Regions from separate parts of the Gossypium raimondii genome. Here region 2 is linked to region 1. Evidence: chromatin contacts called from public Hi-C data. All regions are on one chromosome and are shown on one strand. The core of a region is the stretch at or near the end of the contact, and the rest is flanking DNA. Distances in the headings are between cores, read along the strand shown.

Region 1 (4,023 bases), core at 769-3,268:
AACGCTCATCAACCTATAGTTGACGTAATCCGTATCGAGACGTTCGACGTAAGCAATTCGCACCTAATGCTCATGGCTCAGTCGGGGTAATACTTGTGAAAGGCCACAGTCGGGATGTTCGAAGAAAAGTGTGCCTAGTGCTCATCAACTTATAGTTGAAGCAATTCCTTTTCACTGGATTCTATAACATGCCATTTATTCTCAACTTTGCCCAACAGTTACTACGACAACCAGTAATTTGATTTCGTTCTAAATTCAACATCCATTCTATTGATCTCAACAGCATCAATTCTTCAATCAAACACCATTACATACAAAATATGACATGATTCGTCTCATGTTCAAGCCAATTTCGCAGTTTCATTAAATTATACTATTTCTAGTTTCATTTAGATTAACCTTTTGTCACAATAATTAATCTCAATATTGTATTTCTAATCAAATACTCATGCATAACTTCCTTTGTTATGCCAATATACCTAATAGTGTAAATAAATGAGGAAAAAAAAAATAAGTTGAGTTAAAGAAATACAAATCGGAAATTTCGAGCTATTCATCAATGGCTTTAGCTTTTTCCTTTGCTCTTGAGGAATCCAGGTCATCGGCAGCTACGAATTAACATAAATACATAACACCATCAATAATCAACCCAATTCACAATCAATTGTTATCTCAAACAAACCTTAAATTTCATTTAATTTAGTCCTTACAACTGAAACATGCATAACTTTTAATTCTAAGCGCCGATTTATAATCCGACTTCATTTCCTTCTATTTTAGACCCTCTATTATCGGTTTCTAACAAAATCTCATAACAGCTTTACCTGTTATCCATTTAAGTTCTCAAATATAAAATCTAACATCTAACTTAACAATCTAGTCATTTTTCATGTTTACACTCAAAACCTACCAATTAAACATAAAAACCTAGAGAATTTATTAATGAAAACTTTTCAAAACATTATTAGTTTTATAAATTGAAACACAAGCTAGCTAAATTAAGCTCCCACGGCCACAAAAATATAAAAATTAGAAGAAAAAGACCTAATTATACTAATCAATTTAGTTCTCAAAGTCTGAAGCCCTAAAACCCAATTTCTTCTCTATTTATTTTCTTTCTTTTGCGCGTGGAAGGCTTCTCCTTCTGCTTAACTCATTTATATCACAGCCCACCCTCACGTTTCGACATGTTTTATTGCCATTTTAGGTTTTTGGGCTATTAGCAATTTTAATCCCTTTAACTATTTTCTAATTAAAATCTATAACGATTTGTTTTATCATTTTGTCTTTGGACTAGATTAAATATTTAAATTAACCAAATTATTTATCCTTAATTCAATTTATTTATAAATTAACTCTGTAAATATTTTTATTAATTATTTATAGACTCAATTCACTAAAACAAGACCTCAAACTATAATTTTCGACACCGCTATTTCGGGTTGTTACAAAATTGAATCCATCTCACCCCTAATTCAATAAACGTACTATGAAGGTCTATGTACTAAGAATCAAATTGCATTTTATCCCCTCTACTAAAAAAATAAACAAATTAGTTTTTGTACGTTAAATTAAAGAGCAAATTACTCATTCTGTTAAAAAATTAATTCATTTCTACTATTAAAAATTGGTAATTATATGTCAACATGAAATGCACGTTGCCATGTATCACCATCTAATTATTCTGTCAGCACGCTAGTTTTTAACTATATAACTGAATGAAATTTTTAATAGAAAAAAAAATTACTCCATCCATGCTTTTACCCTTAATTCTAGTGCACGAAATTTTTTTTTTTATTAAAAACTATCAACAGCATCAGGGAAGAGCAGAAAAGCCTATTTGGGTTTATGAATAAAATTTTGGATCCGGTTGGGGTTAAATTGCTCCAGAATCCGGGCCCAACCAAACAAGATACCGTCCCGTTACTTTTCACCCTTTTCAGTTTCCCGCCATCGTCCACAGCTCCTAGCTATTTAAGCAACATCGTTTCATCCCTTGGATGCTTTTCACTGGTAACTAGCTCCTCTTTCTCTTTTTATCGATAATTCGAAATCCAACGATCTCACTGTTTTTTTTTATGGTATAAATGAAGTTGAAGATCAACAAAGCTTGCGATCTCGGCTCCATCTCCGTTTTTCCTCCTCATACAAGGTTTCTCCTCACCTTTATGATTCTCTTTGTTTCCCGAAAAGATGCATACAAACATAAATTAATTAAACTGTTTACTTCGTGAAGGTTTGATATTATTAGGAAATTATAATTATCTAGCTTAATCGAGCATTTTTACGGTTTTCTCTTACTATAGGGAAGAGAAGAGGTGATAAATCTCTTGTTCATTTCTGTTAATTTTCTTAGATTTTGGAAGGAGGTCAATCCTCTTTCGAGTCTTCAAACTTCAAAGACACGTTTGACTCCGGTTTCATATTTTTCAAACTTTCTTTTTGGAAAATAAGAATTACTTGTGGAAAATTTATTTTGCAAAGAAAATCATGTTTAGATAATTTCAAGATTAGCATCATCTGAGAACTAAGAGTTGAATTTTTCAATTTGATTTGCATTGTTTGGTTTAATGTATCTGAAAGGAGATCGAGCCTGCCACCGAGTGTGCCTCAATCATCACAGCTTAGATCACAGCCATCACAACAATCATTCTCACAGGGGATTTCATCTCAGCATGCCTTATTTTCTCAGATCTCACAAAGCTCACTCGATGAAATCGTGACAACTGATCAGGTTGAATTATTCTCATCTCCTTTTTTCTTTTTGTTTTCCAGCATTCAAGTTTGTATATAAATCACCGTATCTTTTTTCTTATGAGAAAAATTGCTTTCTGTACTTCATCTTTGCAGAGATTTGGTTCCCAAGAACGAGAGAATACTGCCAGCAAGTTTTCTTGCTTGGCTCCAACCAACTTCACAAGAGAAGATAGTCAAGTGCCGATTTCTAGATCTTCCACCAACTTAATACGCAAATGGAATCCTGTTTCTGCTCCAGAGCATAGATGTAAGATTACTATTTAGTTATTTATTACGTTTAACATGACCAGTTTTATGATCGTACCTTTGAGTAGCTTAATTAAGCTTTTGAACTACATTTTTGGTATATTACAGCTATAGACGGATGCTGAACCTTTTATTTACTTGAACAGGTCAAACTTCTGAAGAACTTGAACACCGGCTTTCAGTGATTGAAACTTCATTGAACAGAGTTGGGATGATCTTGGATTCGGTTCAAAGTGATATAATGCAGGTGAACAAAGGAACAAAAGAACTCTTGCTGGAAAGTGAGTCATTCAGTTCCTTAAGGTTACAAAATCCGGAGAGATGATAACTTATTGCGCAATGGTTACACCTGTTAATAACTTGTTTGTCTGCATAAGAATGTTATAGGCCTGTCATTCTAGGGCATGGTTCCATAATTTTAATACATAATGTCCAAGAATTGGACTTAAAATCAACTGGTTTTAGGTGGAGAGCCAACTTTAATATAAGACCACACAAAATGCAATTATACACATAAGGACAACCTTGCTTAGGGTTAGGCAAAAACAACATAATAGTACCATGTGCCCAATCTTAATGCAAGATCATAGACAACCCAATACTTAAAAGATGTGGGATAACACTATTTAACACTTATAATTGACATTTTTTTTAAAAAACCCCGCTTTTCCATTGTTAAAATGAAGTTTCTTACAATTTTATTTCAGTGGAAGGGATGCGGCAGAGGTCGATAGCTGAAGATACCTCCCTAAAGCTAATGGTAACAACTAATAACACATCACTATATCCTCTTTTACTTTGCAAATTGACTAGTGTTGCTGTCATGAGCATCCGTAAATATATACTTTTATAAGACAACTGAGAAATGGTAAACAGATCAAGGGACAAGAAGATATCAAAGCCAGCCTTGATGGCAGCATGAAAGCGGTATCGGATCAACTAAACAATGATAAATATCGAGATAAGTTACAACAGATCTTCTTGGTGCTTTCTGCTTTACCAGAACAGATGGAAGCTTCT
Region 2 (4,023 bases), core at 954-3,453, 130 kb before region 1:
AAAGTTAAACAGGTCTAATAGAACTGGATGCCGTTGATGCATGTGTCAAGACATTGTATCCTTTGCTCCAAGATGGGTTCGGTTCTAATGAAGGGTGGTTCCAGAATTCAGTATCGGATTTGAGAAGGACCGCAGAGGAACTATCACAAGCGCTGGATAATCTTTCGAAGGCAGTAGATGGTTATTTCAAAATAGTTTCGACTGGGGGTTATGCTTTGCTTTGTAATCTAAGAACAAGCGTTGGTGTCCCAAATTCAATGCTAGGAAGAAAAGTAGAAGAGCAAGCTGTGAGATGAATCATGAATGTATTCAAGTTGAAGCTAATCTTGTCTTATACAGATGGTTTAGGTTGAGACCTTATGTTATCTCAGAAGTAGACATGCATAACCTTTACCTTGTTCGGGTTATGGCGGTACATGTCTTGTGAGTTGTAAGGTATGTTACAATACTGAGTTAACTTGTTTATACAATTACCATGCCTGCATTATCTTCATTACTGAATCATAATAGTAGGAAACTGGTCTTAACAACCAGAGAGAGCTGTTTTGTGATTAATGTGTTTACATGGTGAGTGATAAGAGCTCCATCTCTTCTTACATATGCATTTTTTACAGATGATATCTTGAATTGCCATCTGCATAGTCAGTAAAGTCCTTGGTATTTCAAAATTTATTAGATTTGTTGAAAGTTGAAACTGACAAATGATGTTTGTTATCGATCGGACCCTCATTTTGTTCAATATTGTTTTTCGATGGAGGATTTTATTTCTCTTTTTTGTCAAGAGCTCAAGCGCTTAAAAAGATGTGATTTCATAGAACGGGAACATCTAATCGAGTGCCTGATTAAGTGAACTTTGACTAAACTTATGTCCTATAACATATAGGCATTTGAAGGTGAGCCTCCTATCACTTGGGCTAACAATGTTGGATCTAGATAATGTTGTGGCTATGGCAGGTGAACCGAGAAGATACTTTTCGTGGTTAATCATGACCCGATGCGTAATAGTAATTGCCTAGTTGGTTCTTGTCTTAATGCAACGGGTACATGCCATTTTCCTCGAGTTCGAATGACATTCGATCCACTCCTCATAAATGCTGAGAAATTGCATCTTTCGTTTACTAAGCATGTTAGGATTCATCATGGTCTCGTCATCTATTTAGACCCGAACATTTGCTCAAAAAGTGAAAGTGTTTGAATAAAAATATAAGTCTAAAAAATGGGTTTGGACAAAAAAAGAGGTTGGTTTTTTAAATGGGCCAAGTCTCAGATAATATTTTATGGCCTGGCCTCAACCTGATCTGTTTAAATTTTTTTTTTCTGTTGTTGTTTTGTTACAATTTCGCTATTATATTGCTACTATGTTGTTATTATTGTTTGAATATTGTATTACTCTTGTTCTATTGTTAATTTTGCTACTATTTATATTAGTGTTGTTAAGTATAGAGACTTTTTTTAACAATATATTTTTAATTTGTGGAAACATTTATTTTAATGTTTTTAGTATATCTAATATATTATATTTTTAAATTTTTTTATATAAAAAAATTAATACGACTAATTAAATCAAGTTTGAATTTATTATTTTTATTTGAATCAGATTTAGATAAAATTTTAAATCCATTTTGAGAAAGAAATTAACTTAAAATTTGACATAAGTTGTGCTGGTGTATTACTAAATATGTAAAAAGGGAAGTTTGACTATTGACTTGCAAGACTTGAACAAATATTTGTTTGACTCTGATTCTGATGAGCTTGATAATAGTATTGACTTTTGAAACACGATGCAAATTGGATCTTAAAAATTCATCTAAATTAGAATTCAGGGTAATCTCCAAGTGTTTGTAAGATCAGAATTCAGGAAAACGAAAGACGGTACATTGGCAGTTCTGGGAATCAATTAGCTTCACATGCCTGCAATTGTTAGTGGCGCCGCCATCACGTGTCCATCTACCGGATTAAACGGTGGGACTGGACCCAGTGCAATAATTGTCTTCAAATTAGACTTTGAATTATATCAATTTTTTTTTGTTATTAATTTATAGAAAAGAAGATTATTTTTGAATTAAAAAGCCACCATTTAAGTTTTAAGAATAATTTTTTAAATAAAATAAAAATGATAAATTAAGAAATAAGTATAAGATTAAAATGTGAGAAATGAAAGAAGTGGAGAATGGGCCTGCGGCTGCAAATGGAAAATATTTTCTTCATCTAGTTTCTAACATAAATCTCAGCTTCTTGATTGGTTAAGCTTAACCAACAGTACGGACAGGAGAATAACAATAACTTTGACCACATGAAACAGGAAAGTCATCTCTTTTTTCCAGAAACGACTTCCAACAGGCAATTTCTTTGAACTGTAAACCCTTTTTTCCTGGAAAAAGCCATCAGGATAGAAAAATAAAGCCAAGTTGTATAAAAGTAAAGAACAAAACAAGTGGGAATCTTCACGGAACTCTCAAGCTTTTCTACTTCAAAAGGTTCACACTCATCTTCCAATATACTTACCTACGCGCTCTCCCAAATTGTAACCCTCATTTCTTCACTTTTTCCTGTCTCTGAATTTCAGCTGTTATTAACATTACACCATAAAAATCTTTCTTTCAATTCGGGTTGTGAGTTGGGTTCGGGTTATATCCAGGAAACATGTCAATGGGGTCAGGGGATCAAAGCATCAAAGGTATACCAACTCATGGTGGACGCTATGTTCAGTACAACGTTTATGGTAACCTCTTCGAAGTTCCCTCAAAATATGTTGCTCCTCTTCGCCCCATCGGCCGTGGTGCTTATGGTATTGTCTGGTAAGGTTTTTTCCGCTTTTTGCTCCCTTTATTTTTTTTTCGAATTTTTTTCCCCTTAAAACTCCCTGTTTTGATTGATTTCCAGTTTTGGTTTGTCCCAGTCTCGATGCTCTACATGACAGTTTTTTAGTTTCTTTTTTATGGGATTTTAGTAAATATTAAGGCTTGTATTTGTAGATTGATAATTTTTTTTCCTTTTTCATGGTGAATTTTGATGATTGACAGGATTGAGAGTGACACTTTTAGTGTGGCTCTCATTTAGCATATCTTTAGCTGAATTTTGCAGTGTGATTGCTTTTAAAGGAAATTAAGGTTGCCAATTTTAGGGTCTAATTGAAGTGAATGGCTCCAGGCCGAACTTCCTGGTTGAGAATATTGAACGAAAGTGACCATTCTGTTTATTAGGCTCACCGTTGTGTTATTATATTATTCATAATGTGAAGCTGAGATGTGATTTGCTCCCCCATTTCTGTTAGTGCTGCTGTGAATTCAGAGACACAGGAGGAGGTTGCTATCAAGAAAATCGGTAATGCATTTGACAACCGGATCGATGCCAAAAGGACATTGCGAGAGATCAAGCTTCTTCGTCACATGGATCACGAAAATGTAAGTTCCTGCTAGCTCGATACTCTGCATTTTCACCTCTTTGATGGATGTTTCGATAATGTTGTTTAGATCAATAGACCCCCTAGTTATTAGGCTCCTTGCATGCTTCAGGGGTCCGGTTGCTGTTGCCATCTAAACGATTAGCAGAAATGAAACAGGTCCTTTCTTCCCATCAAGTAAGCCTTTGACCATCCTTAAAAAAGGAGACAAAAACAATACCCACATTTGTTGTCCTAATTTTGTCTAATTATAGGAATTTGGCTAACCTTTAAGTTTATTTGAGTTCCTTGGGAAAGATCATCTTTGTACCCTAATAACTTTTAACCATTAAGCTAGGGCCAATCTTATGATGTTGTGCGTAAACCTTCAATCTAACTAGGAATGCCTACTTCAAATTACTAGGTAGTTAATGCTGATTGTTTGTTTTTCTTCAGGTGGTTGCCATCAAGGACATCATACGGCCTCCACAGTGGGAGAACTTTAATGATGTTTACCTCGTTTATGAACTGATGGACACTGATCTTCATCAAATTATAAGATCCAATCAATCATTGACAGATGATCATTGTCGGGTTGGTATCAAATTCTTCCCCTCATATGAAATATACTGGGATGTTCC

The links. A called contact is a pair of places that touch in the nucleus more often than the background predicts.
Region 2: a contact with region 1 is called in a Hi-C map of leaf, with 2.6 times the contacts expected there. The contact joins the promoter of LOC105791618 here to the promoter of LOC105791608 in region 1. A contact is called at or near these places in 2 of 2 Hi-C or Micro-C datasets (both in leaf).

The regions. Positions count from the first base shown.
Region 1 is chr8:45,020,803-45,024,825 of ASM2569854v1, reverse strand. It overlaps LOC105791608 (putative recombination initiation defects 3), which reads left to right and starts at 2,018. Exons shown (of 11, transcript XM_012619757.2): 1 at 2,018-2,152; 2 at 2,584-2,734; 3 at 2,851-3,004; 4 at 3,150-3,284; 5 at 3,711-3,763; 6 at 3,880-4,023. The coding sequence starts at 2,088.
Region 2 is chr8:45,152,290-45,156,312 of ASM2569854v1, reverse strand. It overlaps LOC105791618 (mitogen-activated protein kinase homolog MMK2), which reads left to right and starts at 2,203. Exons shown (of 7, transcript XM_012619776.2): 1 at 2,203-2,524; 2 at 2,639-2,798; 3 at 3,275-3,404; 4 at 3,839-3,976. The coding sequence starts at 2,644. It also overlaps the pseudogene LOC105791620.